Linked DNA regions of Anas platyrhynchos: region 2 is linked to region 1. A link is a contact called in public Hi-C data. All regions are on one chromosome and are shown on one strand. The core of a region is the stretch at or near the end of the contact, and the rest is flanking DNA. Distances in the headings are between cores, read along the strand shown.

The links. A called contact is a pair of places that touch in the nucleus more often than the background predicts.
Region 2: a contact with region 1 is called in a Hi-C map of skeletal muscle, with 3 times the contacts expected there. The contact joins two enhancer-like sites. A contact is called at or near these places in 3 of 8 Hi-C or Micro-C datasets (skeletal muscle and subcutaneous adipose tissue).

Annotation. Positions count from the first base shown.
Region 1 is chr9:11,369,032-11,375,838 of IASCAAS_PekinDuck_T2T, reverse strand. P3H2 (prolyl 3-hydroxylase 2) reads left to right here. Exons shown (of 15, transcript XM_005029602.5): 4 at 66-197; 5 at 981-1,123; 6 at 2,426-2,515; 7 at 2,983-3,023; 8 at 3,138-3,232; 9 at 6,448-6,575. Among named protein-coding and RNA genes, the nearest start is that of P3H2, 57 kb to the left of the region's middle. Within about 2 kb of position 3,823, at least 3 of the 8 cell types and tissues checked have an H3K27ac peak or open chromatin away from gene starts, as enhancers often do.
Region 2 is chr9:11,435,524-11,442,585 of IASCAAS_PekinDuck_T2T, reverse strand. No RefSeq gene overlaps it. Among named protein-coding and RNA genes, the nearest start is that of P3H2, 9.7 kb to the right of the region's middle. Within about 2 kb of position 2,460, at least 2 of the 8 cell types and tissues checked have an H3K27ac peak or open chromatin away from gene starts, as enhancers often do.

The DNA.
Region 1 (6,807 bases), core at 2,574-5,073:
GATCTCTGTCCTGGGCTCAGCACCATCACCACCCTTCTCAGTTCTTCTCCTTCTTTTCTTGGCAGATCACTACATGCAAGTTCTGGCCTGCAAACACGACTGTGTCCGGGAACTCGCCACACGTTCAGGTCGCATCTCGCCTATCGAAAATTTCCTTCCCCTCCATTATGACTACTTACAGTTTGCCTATTACAGAGGTAAGGCCCATTCTTCTATTCCTTACAGTTCTTGCTGATTTTTTTTTTCAGTTATGAATTGTTTCATGGGGAAATCAGAATATCTGACATAAGAAACTGCCTGTTCAAAAGTCCTTTTCCTTTCAGGTTGGCTGAAATGCATGGTTAAGTATTTTTGTAAAAGTATTCTAAATCACCAGTCAGGTTTTAAAAGCTCAAAAGGAAGCTTAAACATTATTATTCTTTAAAGGAATCATGCTTTGTGGGGATACTTTCATTTGGCTTTTGATATTAAAGTTTTGGGGATCTATATATTTCTAGTTTTCTAAAACCAATGAATACATTTTGTAAGTTGATATGTAACATATACAAGTTAGCCCAAGCTTATTCCCAGATGCCAATTTTTCCAGTTACCAAATATTTTAAGATTAACAGTAAAATTACAGGCAAAATATCAGGAGTTGGCAGCATTATGAAAAGTTGCCTGTTGTGTGGTCCTGGGTGGTATTTTATTATGTTGAAAGAAAGAAAATCCAGGCAGAACTCTGGTATCTCAGGCACGTGGTAGCAGCTCCTTCCTGATGAGGGTCAGAATTGCTATTCAGACCAAACACTTCTTCATTCATCAATGCAGTGGGAAAAAGGTTGGAGGAGGCAGTAGTGCTTCGTGCACGGTGGGCAGGCTTTTTAAAAATTTTGTATTCTGCCAATTTAGAGGTTTAATGTGGTGGTGAAAACCCCCAGAGCCCTGAGAGGTGCTGCACATGAGAAAGGCCTCCTAAAAACTGTTGTGTTGCCTCCCAGTTGGTGACTACGTGAAAGCCCTGGAGTGCGCCAGGTCCTACCTCCTCTTCCACCCGGACGATGAAGACGTCTTGGAGAACGCAAGCTACTACGAGGGCCTCCTGGAAGGTACTATGGATCCAGGCACCATCAAACCCAGAAAGGTGAGAGTGAGCATCACATATGGGCCCGTGGTGCAGGGTTTTAGGAAAAACATCAGCTGGAAACAACAGCAGCTTGGCAGCTTCCCCACACTGAAAGCAAACGTGGAGGTGCTGGGCTAGCTGGCAGCACTGCTTGTAAAGGTGCAAGTCCAGAGCCCGAGGGAGAAGCTTCTTTAAGTGGGGATTTCAGCTTAGCAAAACCCAAATGAGGGCAGGGAGGGTGATGGCCATGTGCCTCAGTGACATAACCCCTCTCCTCTTGGTGCTCTGGAGGACGTGTGGAGGAGGAATGCGATGAAGAGCAGAGGGCAACTTCTGTTAAGAGCAAGCTGGGAAATATTTTCCCAGGGGAAGCTGGGGATGTCAGCGTTACTCTCAAGTCGCTGGCAGCTGGCTTGGGGTTGTGTTTAGCCTGTTCGGCAGGGAGCAGCTTTGCTATCGCAGGGTGAGGCTGGGGTCAAGCAACCAAACAGTGTTTGTTCAGTCACCCGATGGGCCAGGCTTCCTCTCCTCCGTTCAGGGCATCTTTGTTTGCGGCCCCTGGGCTGCCTTTCTCACGATGCAGAAGAGAAGCTCCTCGTCCCATCATAGCCCTGCTGAGGCTCGTTCCCCTGGCAGAGGTGGGAAGGAGCTGGATTTTCCATTCCCTATGGATTTCAGTGAAATTATGAAAAAAGAAAAGTGAAATGGTAAAGAAGAAAACAAGAACAATTATAATCTCCCCTGAAACAGCACATCCAGGAAAAAAAAAATGAAGTTGAGAAAATAATTTCAGTGTTTCCAGTGTTGTGAAATTTTCTGTGGAAAAAAAAAAAAAAAAGCACTGATTTTTGCTTTGTAAAGTAATTTTCTAGGAGAAAGCCCAGTGTTTTGTTTACATATTTTTTTTATTTCAAAGAAACACCCTTTGGTGGATGATTTCCAGCTAGCTGTGCTTTATGGTCCCCATCCAGTACCCCAGGCTGTGATGCTGCAGCCCACCCCCTGCTCCTTTAGGACAGGACAGGGCTCCCAGCCCTGCACTGCGGACAGGGAAACTGAGACACATCCCAGCCAAGGACCTTGCTCCAACAGCCTGGACTCACCTCCACATCCAGGGCTCCCCGTGTCACCAGATATTTAGAGGTTCTCCAGGGTTTCCACTGCATGGATGTATTTTGAGGGATTCATGCTTCCTGGGGTTGCTCTGAGGCATGACATTCTATAAGGTCGCGGTGTTGCACGAAAAGCAAATCCCTGCTGAAGCAGAGGTGTCTGGTGAAAGCTCCACGTGCAACATCTCCCCTTCTTTCTGCCTTTCAGGAAGCAAAAGCACTGCTGCGGCGCCATAAGCTGGAGTCTCACCTCCTGCAGGTGGCTTCGGCCGGGCTGGGATTCGCCTACACGGAGCCGGTAATACCTGGGTCTGCTGCTGGGAGGGCATCTGGGAGTTCACAGCTGTAGGGTCTCCTTGCCACTCTCCCTCCTGTAAAGCCAGTCCCATGTAGGTGACTCAGGAGCTGGAACTTGGGTTGTTTGTCCCCTGTGGGAAAATGGTGTTGGCAAGACGAGGGGGCTGGTGAAGGAGGAGCAGGAGCAGCCAGGTCCATCTCCTGCCTCGTGTCCTGCCAGGTCTCAGCCTTCAGTCCTGAGACCTCCTCCATGGGGTGGGATGGGGAAGGCTGGGCTCTCACTGTACTCATGCTACGATGCCAGTTCAGGTTTGGGTTGAATTTTCCATTTGGTCACCCCAAGCAATTGTCCCAGGTGGTGTGGGATGAGTCCGCACCAGAGGGCCTGAGCAAAGGAGTGAAGCAGAGCTGACTGGCTTCAGTCTGACCATCAAACTAAAAAAACTCAACCTCTCCCTTTTCCCACAGAACTACTGGAAGAGGTATGGCGCCCGCCAGGACGAGCACAGGTAAGTACCAGTTTGCCCATTTTTTTCATGTGTTGGTTTCCAAGAGATGCATAACAACGTAACTCCCAGACCTGGAGAAAAGTCATGATGTTCCTCTTTTCTCTTGCTCCTCAGTGTCCCATCAAGTATTAGCAATGAACCAGAGGAAGGGCCCAGGCTGTCCCTAGCAAAGAAACCCACACCGAAACCAGACCGAGAGCTGAAGGAGGGTAAGTCTAATGAAGGTTTTTTTTTTTTTTTCAACAAAATCAGAAGTTTTTTTCTATTGCTAGAGACTACAGACTGCAAAGGCTGGCAGATGAGCAATGATGGCCAGTCCTACCAGGGGGGTTGAAGCTTTTTATAAGAGACAAGCTTTGATGGTAGCTCTGTGGGTCCCAGCAGCACTGCTCTGCTCTTGGACCTGCTTTGCTACCTGCTGAGCTCTTCAGCGCAGAGCCCTAACATGCAGAGCTGGGAAGCTTGGACCTCCCCATGGGGATGTGGCACCCACAAACAGTAATTTTTCCTCCAGATGCTTTTAAGAGATGTTCCCTGTTGTCCAGGCTGCTGTAGGATGGATGCTGTAGGCTTAGATTTGGGGAACTCTGGCTTTGCTAATGTGCTGGATCACACCATCTTCACAAACTTTTTTTGTTTGCAGCCTGGTTTGTGGTATCATGTTTTGGCTAACACCAAATAACTTGGTTTCAAGGTCTGTTGGTAGAATTTTCAACTGATTTCAGCACATTCTTAACAGCCACGGAAAATACCATAACATTTACTAACAGACGTAACAGTTTAGAAGAATTAGATTGTGGCCAAATACTGATGCATGCTTCTCAGTGCAAAACAACAAGATCTCAAGCCAAGAGGTGTTCTATGTTTCTAGTGGGCCAGCTTCACAGTAGCAGGCAATTAAACCTCCTTGTAATGCAAGGGATGGTCATAGTTTTGTGGGAATTTCACAGCTTTTGTGGTCCAAGTTGTCCCCAGCTGCTCAGTACCTTGTTTAGAGTCTTGTTATCCCTTCTTTAGCCATACACATAAAGAAGGAAAATACCAGAGGAAGATCTTGAAGAGCTTCTTAAGCCAAGAGCTGTCTGATTTATATTAGTTGGTTTGTTTGCCTTTGTAACCAAATAATTTCAGAGTATGTCTTTCTTGGTGCTGTGCTTTTACGCTTGCTGGTTTAGCTGAAGAATGTTTTCAAGTTTACAAAGAAAACTGAAACCCTTCAAAAAAAAAGGATTTTTGTCTGCCCAGCTGCTTTGTTTCTTTTTGTTTCCCTCTTTTTTCATTTGGAAAAAGAGAGAAAAGGTCAAAAGATAAAAAGAATGGTGTATTTTAATTTTGTGCTTCTCTTCTATACTTAGCTCTTTCGCCCCTTCCCCTCACTCCCAAAAGTCCAAAGAATTCCCCAGTTTCTTTGGGGTGTTTTTCATGTGTGTCTCATCTTTTGTTGTCAGCCTTGGATCCTGGGACTGTCTTCCACAATAATCTTGCCCCCATTGCAATTTTAACTTTGGGAACTGTGCAAACCCAGCAGGCCATGATGTATGTACCAGAGAGCCCAGAGTGTGGGCATTGGTTTGAAATAATCCCTACCCATCCCTGCTGGGTTCAAAGGACAGTGAGAACATGTTGGCCGAGAATTGTTCAATGGGTTAACATGTCGTATGCTCTGAATCAGGGCAGAGCAGAAAGGAACGTGGTTGTGGGAGAGTAAAGGAGCTCTGTCTAGTCCTGGTGCTGGTCCCATGTCTCACCTGGTTCAGGGCAGTCAGGGTTCGGAAATATTACCATGAAATATTGCTATTATCATGTTGTTTTTAAAACTGAAGACTTAAGTGACAGGACATTGACCAAGACAAACTCGATATAGAACTGTGAAAACGAGAGACTAAATAAACCACAATATGAGAGCCTGGACACCTGGTTCCCATTTCCAAAGCTTTATTTGTCTTCTGTACCTGAATCTGCCCAGCAACTGAGAAAGAAAAGCGATGCTGCAGCTCACAGAGTAGTGCCATGGGGCAAAGAGTTTGAGAAGGTTTGAGCTAACCATGGTTTCTTAGCACAAATCATTGTGTGCAAAAAAAAAAAAAAAAAAGACACCTTGCAAAAAAAAGCAGCACCCCTCTCTTTGTGTGTAGATGGAGACAAGTGAGGTTTACTGGCTGCTATGATTTACCAGAGTGCCCATGTCCTGATACAAGACAGCAGAGCTTGTTTCAGCTGATGGACAAGAGGCAGAAATGGTGCGGAGAGCAGGTGTCTTCCCTAGGCTGCTCTGTGGCACAGTTAGCAGGAGCTTGTAAACCTGCTGGACATTTTCAAATCTCCTTCTGATAGATTGATCCTGGTGGCCGATGTCTACATCCTATATCTATATCTTTATGTGCAACATCCCAGCTGGAAAACTCAGCCCTGGGCTGGGCTGTGCCAGAAGTTTGGATTGCAGCACTCTGTTTCTGATCCAGCTGCATTTATAATAAATGTTATTATCATGCAGCAAAGTGGACGTGAGGGACATCCCATCTCTTCCGTTTCCAAGGAACTCTTTAGAAATGAAGCCGTGGGCTGGTGGTGGAGCTCTGCTTTCAGGCCTGTGAGAAGCTTCATTGTGCCACATGATGAGAGGAGCTCAGTGCCTCCGCTTCCTCTGTTTTACAGTCCTCTGTGACTACAGATAATTTTTCCCATGACTTCACCTTCCTCCTGGAGAAACACCTGGTTTAGGATTTAATTGATATGGCCAATTCTTTCATCGGCTGTCTTAGGGGAAATGAGAGGAAGAGGCTTCAGAAGGCGGTGAATTAGTGGCCTCACCGCATTTTTTGATCAGGAAAATCCAAGGCTTGTTGCAAGGAGCTAACCCCCCTCTGCTTTTTGCCCATTTACCCTGCACGTGGTGAAGCTCATTTGGTAGACCAGCAGCATGCAAGAACAGCCACCAGTTGGACTGAGCACAAGCAAAGCTTGCTGCAAACTCCCCCACATCTCAGCTTTTCTACAAAGGTAAAAGACAAAAATCCTCCCTGATGACACTTGCAGAATGACTTTGCATGCCAAGCCAGTGAGAGCCACACAAAGCCAATGCAATGGAAACTCAGAGCCTCTGCTTACCCTGGCTGCTGGGCAGGAGAGCCAGGTTAGCCGGTGTCTGTCTGTCATTGTGTCCTGTCCCTGCGTTTGCAAGGCGCAGCTAATGAGAAAGTGGAAAACTCTGATGCTCTAGCGGCGAATTGATTTCACCTCTGAGTGTTTCCATTGCTTCTGTTTCTTCTGTTGTTGATGTGAAGCCAAACTCTGCTTTCTGCTGTGAAGTCGTTTCCCTGGAAGTGCACCCGGGTGACTCCAGCTGGCCCTTGGCCATGGTACAAGATGTCCACGAGGCCAGGTCATGTTCAGCAGGGTTGTTTTGTCTCTCTCTTTCCATCAGGGGGTCCGCTTCTCTACAGCGACGTGAAGTTTGTCTACAACTCACAGCAGCTGAACGGCACCCAGCGAGTGCTGCTGGACAACGTCATCTCGGAGGAGCAGTGCCGAGAGCTTCACAGGGTGGCCAGTGTGAGTGGCAATGCCCTTGGGAGGGACGTGACTGCCCCACGGGCTGGGTCTTTGATGCCCTCCCCAGCAGTTTGGTTTGTCAGAGCTGAATTTTATCCGTTCATGGGGAGGCTCTGGGTTTGTTCCTTCCTCCTGGGCAATGCAAATGATGTTGTGATGCTAGTGGTGAGTGGTCAGACATTTAGTGCACCTGTAGCTCCAGCAAAGCAGCTGTTCCTCCACCTTATATGGT
Region 2 (7,062 bases), core at 1,211-3,710, 68 kb before region 1:
ATGCCCTGAAAAAAAAAAAAAAAAAAAAAAAACAAAACAGCGTATTGATGTCTCAGAATGACTGCCAAAATTTGCTTTTCTCCAAGCCATGATGAAGCCACTTATTTGTGGTTTGCCTTTGGTACCCCTGGTTCTCTGACCTCCCTAGTGTTAATTCTGGGGTTCTCAGAGGTCCTCTGCCTCTTTCAGAAACCTGTTCAGGCTCAACCTTCACGTCCCTCCACCCCTACAGACTGGTGGGGTGGTGGAGGTTTCTCTGGTTTGTTTTTCGTCATGAACACATGACTCCAGATTGCAAATCTTTTTTCCACCTTCTCCACAGTCAGGCCAAGCTTTGAGTAAGTTCACATTCAGTCCACAGAGAGCCTGTGCAGAGTTATATGTTACTGTAGAAGCCATGCAAAAACTTTTTTTTTTTTTTTAGCACAGATGCAGGTAATATCACACCAATTTGTTTCCAATTAGAAACAGCATTTAGCACCTGCAATGCTCAGAATGCTGCTCAAATGTTACCAGACTCTTAGGAAAGAGGCTCTACTGAGGTGAAAGGCTTCTGTAGAGACCTGGCCCTGAGGCAGTGTCCTCTACCTGCAGGCTCTGGTGTGCTTCAGCCTCCTCTAGCATGACTGTGATCTCCCTCATCCCTGCCTAATCACAGTGTGTGTGGTATAGAGAGCAGCAGCCCTCAGGTAGGAGTTGTTGATTGGGTCAACCCCATTGCAATGCCTTTACTTGTCCTTACAGAGTCTGGAAGATCTGTGTTTCCCTTTGTGGTAAAGCCATATTGAATGTTGACTGTTTAAGATTTGGCGTATGCTGGCTATACTAATGTGTTAGATTTCTTCCTAAAAATATTCCTAAAAAGGTTTTGCTTTCCCTTGTTCGATGTCCCTAGCATGTGCATTTAAATAACACCCAGAGGCCAGTCCCTTTGTGTGCCCTTAGGCAAAATACTGCTCTCCAGCTTGCTGTTGTCTTGTGAAACCAGACCTAATTGTGGGCACAAGGAGCTGCGTACTGGCAAAGGAGGAAAAAAGAAGAGCTGAGAGGTTTATAAGACACATAGCATGGATGGAGGTGTGGGCATAGAAGGCAGCCGCCTATATTTGTGGGTGCTCACCCAGGCAGTTGCCTCTCAATACGAGGAGATGCAGCACCTTAGCTCCTAAATGCAAGGATTTATTGTAGCCTTGTCAGATAGTGAATGCCACTGAAATCTATCTGTCTCTAGCTTTTCTGTATAAAGCACAGCAGAAACACAGAAATATAGCAAACCTACAGAGAGGTGAAGTTCTGGCAGCAGCAGCTGGCTTCCCTGATATTTGGGACAAGTTCTGAGTACTTTTGCAATGACCCTGCTCTGTGTTTGGGGCAGAAAGATCTTGGTCTTGGCGTAGCTTTTGAGCTGGACACATGCAAGCCTCAAATGATGTTTTCTTGAGCACAGAAACTTGCTCTGTTAACTTGGAAATGTTCACGTGTGCGAAGTTGGGGGGGGGGGGTAGTGGAGGGGAGTCTGACTTGTTGTGATGTTTTGTGATTGAAAAAGTGGACACAGAGCTAAAGGAAAAAGGTTCCATTTTCTCATGGCCAAGCCTCGCTGGTGAAAATCCAACAAAATCAGTGATGTTTGGCCCAAAGCGTGAACGTGTTGGCATAAGCATGAAATGAAGCATCCAAACACTCATAGATGACTTATAGGAATTCCTATTGCATTTATTCCCATATCCTCTAGCTGCCCAAACTCCATTCACACCAGGGGAACACAAATTGTCCTTCTTTTTCCTAAGCACTGAACCTGGGGGAGACATCAGACTGAGCAGATGTTATCCACAGATGCCCAGGGGAACAGACTTAAATATTAAAGGGTTTTCCTCAACATAAACGTGCTAGCTCAGCCCCAGAACTCTGGAAAACCAAACACCTCTTTTGGGCTCCTTTAGTAAGTAGCGTTTCCCCTTGCGGAAGCACAAAGGAAGTGTTTAAAAGAAAGTGGAAGTGGCTGAGCGCCTGCCTGAGGATGCGAAGTAACAAATGAATTCTTTGTTTTGCTTTGCTTGCCTGCACAGCCTTTGCTTCACCCAGTAAAGTCTCTTTATCTCAACCCATGAGTCCTCATGCTTTTACTTTTCCAATTCTCTCCCCCATCCAGCCTGAGGAAAGTAAGCAAGTGGCTGTGTAGGGCTGAGCTGCCTCCTGGATGAACTCGTAATAGTCCTTTTTGGTGCCCAGTGTGGGGCTTGAAGGGTTTGAAATGGAGACAGATTTGACTGGGGTGTGCTAGACCAAACGTATGGGTGTTGTGGCTGTTAGCTGCTCATCAGCAGGCTGCTGTGCTTGCCACAAGCTTGCTTACATTACTGTGTGTCAGAGTCCTGATGCAAATAGCATCCCTCAGCACTGCCAGGCCCCTGGCAGGCAGATCAAGCTGCTCTCAGGGCAAGTCAGAGAAAATCCCCTGACGTCCCTACTCAGCAGCCAGGCTCCGGCCAATGCGCTCCAAGCCGTTCTGGTCGGATGGCTGGTGCAGAGGGAGAAAAGTTTCCCAGGCATGACTCACAAATTCCTGGTGATGAATATGCTGAGGTCTGTCTGAGATGAGGTCAGCTTTCACGGAGGATGAATGCTGCAGAGGAGGGTTAGCTGCTGGCTTGGGCTGCATCCCGTGTGTGGAAAAGGCACCAGCAAAGTCCAGCACAGACGTGCATCCCTTTCCAAAGGCTGAGCACACACAAAAAAACCCTGTTGGCTTCTCTTTTGCCATCTCTCCCTACTGGATGAATATCTTCAAACTTATCTAGAAGCAAAAATATCAGCAGTTCCTTGGGATTTGGTCAGTGCCTACAGTTTATGGATATACTTATGGACAGAGAAAGAAACAGGCATAAAAACAAGGAAACGCTGCAGGCAGCACTGACATCAGACTTGCTTTGATTTTGGCTTTCAAGGTGATTTTCCAAATTTTGTTTTGTTCAGTAGTTGAAACTTTTTTTTTTATTATTACTCACAGCATATTGGATGTCCCTGTTCTTGTTGTTTTGACTTCTAGGTATTTGTGAGTTTTATAGGGTTTTGTGTTTGTTTAAGCAATTATTGCCCACCAGATCGAAAGATAATGGGACACTGTAGCCATGCCAAGTGTTTTTATGCTTCAATAAAACAACACGCAATTTACACAAGGCAATAAAACAGTACCCTGTGTCCCCAGTGAAGAAACACAAAGCAATGTTTGAAATGTCTAGCTCTGAAAATAAATCCACCCTTGCTCAATGCACTCCATAAAATTAACTAGGCACAAAATCCCCCTTGCGCTCCCCTTTTCCCAGAAGTTTGGAAAATTAGCACGAGATGTGCTTGAAAGTCCTGTAACATACCTTGCTGTCTGCAAAACAGGAGACCGGTTATTCATTAAGTCTACAAAAGGAACATAAGTTTGATCACATACCCCATTATCACTGATTTCCTCTCTTTGGGTCCTCTTGCTTTTAGTGTCCTGCCTAGTTGCACAATAGGATGGAGCCCCTCAGGCATCATGATGTGCCTCTTTACCCAATTTGCTGTGGGTCTCTAACATTTGTCCTGCCATCTGTCTTCCAAACTGATCTGCTGCCATCTCTGCCCAATGGCTGAGAGCATCCACGAGCTGTCAGTGGCCTCTCATTGCATTGCTTGCTTCTTCCATTGTGGCAAAGGAGATTTGGAGTCCACCCAAGTCACAGTGGGCATTTGCATCCCACAGATACTTGTATTAGCAGGGAAGAGCCCCGTTCCCTCAGAAGTGTGCTGCTATGCCTTGCCTCAGCTGTAGTCTTGACCTTCAAAAGAACACCTGGAGCTTCACCTGGAAGAGTGAGGGACTCCTGGCCATGAGGATGCTCTGTCCTGCCCTTCAGGGACTACACACAGAAAATATCTCAATTTCTCTCTGGTCTACGTGGCAAGAGGAGAGCTGACCCAAAATGAGGCATGGAAACCCTCTTGCTCTTGGTAGAAAAAGGTTTCTCCTAGTTGTTCCTTGGGAAATGCCACAATGAAACCTAAACTCTTCCTGCTTCCTATATGCAGTGATTTGCAGCGTTGGTGTTGCTGTTGGTAGTGCATTAGGGGCACCACTGGTCAACAAAGACCCAACTTTACCTTTGCAGAAGCCAACTGAACTGAGACCCTGAAGCACAGGATGGCAAAAGGCACAGTAGAAAATGGTGGCAATGCTGCCCTTCCCCAGAGCTGTAAGCCAGTGGGGAAACGCTCTCCAGGGCTGGTCAGGGTGCCCATTTCAAAAAACATTGAACCCAGCATTTCGAAGCATGTATAATCATAGAATCACTAAGGTTGGGAAAGAACACCAAGATCATATGGTCCAACCATCCCCATACCACTGGTATCACCCACTAAACCCTGCCCAAAAAAATTAAAAATGCACGCAGTAATTCATGCCAGCAATAGCCCTGTTGGCACAAGTCACCCCAAGATCAGCATCCAGCTGTGGCCATGGACATTCTGAGTTGCTTTTTAAGGCTGCATCTGCAGCCAGCTGCTGTAAACCCCTTGGGAATGCCCTGTGCTCTGCTTGGAAATGCTTTGATGACCTTTGCATGGAGCGCCCACCAGTCCCCTCAGCAGCTGCAGCTCGGTTACACTCCTGGCTGGTAAGAACTGGGGCTGCTTAAAGAAATAAATACCCAGTTTGGCTGGCTGAAAAGCGAGGTTCACAGCAATCTTTCCTGACAAAAGATAAGGTCAGAATCTTCTTAAGCTGAAATTCACCCTGGCACAAAGGTTAAACCCTTCACATACCTCCTTTGCCATTAAAATCCCGCTTCTCGTGAAAAACCTCCCTCCTCCCTCCATAAAGCATCCAGCTCTCTTGAACCACCCAATTGTCAGTGGATGATGGATTAACATAGCAAAAGGTTGCTGAAGCTTTTAGCTCTCCTTCTCTGGGCATCTACTTCAAACAACACCCTTGGCCTGGCACGCTGAGCAGACTTCACTCCTAATCCTGAAGGCTTGGCCAGGGGGATGCCTGGGAGACCAGATCACTGTTCACTGCAGAAATTACAGGGGTCAAAGAAGTAACCACACTTTAATTTCTAACAGCTGAGATTTTCAATGCAGGGAGCAGATACAAAAGCAGCACTGTCTATAGCTTGCTTGTTTTTTTTTTTTCTTTTTTTTTTTTTCACTAGAAGCTATATTACAGAAACTAGAAAATGAAGGAAAACAGAGCCCCTGCTACTGTACTCAGAGATCTTGTCCCCCTGGCTTCCCTCCTGAATCTCTCTTTGGACAAGTCCCAAAGGTAATGCAATCTGGGAGAGAGGGAGCAAATGTGCACTGGGGTCTATTTTTAATGATTGCAGTTAGGCAGAGATCTGCTCCACCACTGCCCCCATCCATCCCCAGCCAAAAAGGGTTGTAGAGAAACTCCTGAAGTTGTAGCAAATGCCCTGTCCTGCGCAACCCTGGCTGCTGCGGTGCTGTGCTTCAGTGTCTGGCTGAGCAAAGGGTTTCCCATGTGAGGTCTCAGGGAGGACGGGCGGCATTGACAGACCTTCTACACAGCTCCCTGTGTGTTGGGTGTTTGCTCCCTTTGAGACCTTCTCCTGCTCCCCTGGGAGAAGCAGTCACTAATGCAGCAACATCGGCTTTCCCTGAGCTCTGCGCAATGGGGAACAGAGACAATTTCCTGCTATTCAGCACTGTTTCTCTTTTGCAATTTCTTTAATTATAGGAACGCTTCAGTGAAACAGGATATTTTTTCCTCTCTACTTCATTATCATCATCTGGCTTTGCTTCTCTTGTCACATGTTCCCCAGCTGATGTTACAGTTACTCAATGCAGTGTCACCACCGGTGGCATGCTGCTGGCATCCCAGGTACTCAGTAGCTTCCAAAGGATGGAGAGGGTGGCACAGGGGACTGAAAGGCAGATTTTGAGCACCATGGCAAGTCACAGACTCTCATTCTCCTGATTCCTTTCTGCTGGGCTCCTCTGTTGGGGCTGGTCAAGGACTGGGAAGGTTCTGCTGAGAACAGAACATTCACAGCCCAACTCTGAAATGTTGGGGTTCCTCTCATTTGCAGCCAAGCCACGCAGTTGGCTTCAATGCTCCATCCCCAGAATTACACCAGGATCCCAGGAGGTCTGCACTTTACGCTGGATGTTAACAATTCTACTTCTGCTTCTTCCCCCAGGGGGAATTTCATTAATGACAGGGTTTTGCTGAGATGTCCTGGGTTGGCTGTTCCCTCCTCACATCTGGGTGGGAAGCAGGGGGCCAGCAACCTGCCTGCCTAGCAGCTGTAACAAAGTGAGTTTTACGTCTATGGCTTTAGCAGAGCATTTTAGGATTCTCTAGGATGAAAACTACTGCCATATAAAGCTAACACCTTGCAGCAAAGAAGCTTCTGCCAAATGCACTATGCAGTTTATTTGCTTTTAACCAGCCCTGGGCCTCTCCCTCTGTGTGTGCAGCACATCCGTGATCTGCCCTTTCACCACTGTGAAGACATTTTGTTCCTCTTTGAGGAGATCAAGGAACAGGTACAGAGCTGCAGAGACTTATACTGAAGCACAAGTCATTTCTTCCAGTTTCTCTTGCATTGTGGAGGATAAGATCAGCACATTGATGTTGATTTACGCCTCTTGCTTGGATTAGTCATGACCGCATCAATGTATGAGAAAGATGAGCTGTTAGAGGGAAGCCACAGGAAACTCAATACTGGTGAAAGAAATGAGCTCAATGTCTTTTATAGTCTCTCAACCTCCCCTCCTCCTGCCTTTACACCAAATCATAAAAATTAAAATCAGGAAAGCCTGGCCACACGAGATCCTCTTGTCCTGCCTGCACCAAGGGCCACTGCTGGGGCTGGCAGCACTCCCGGCTGTCCCTCTTCCAGCAAGCTCCTCCACGGCAACCCACTGCCAAATTCAGATTTAATTTCCTTGGTGGACTTTCGCTACTTCTTGGTCTTTCCACACAGATCTCTTCCCTCCTCCAGGAACATTGGGTTCCCCCTGCTACAGCTCTCTGATCCCTCCCATGGGGTTCCCCTCCCT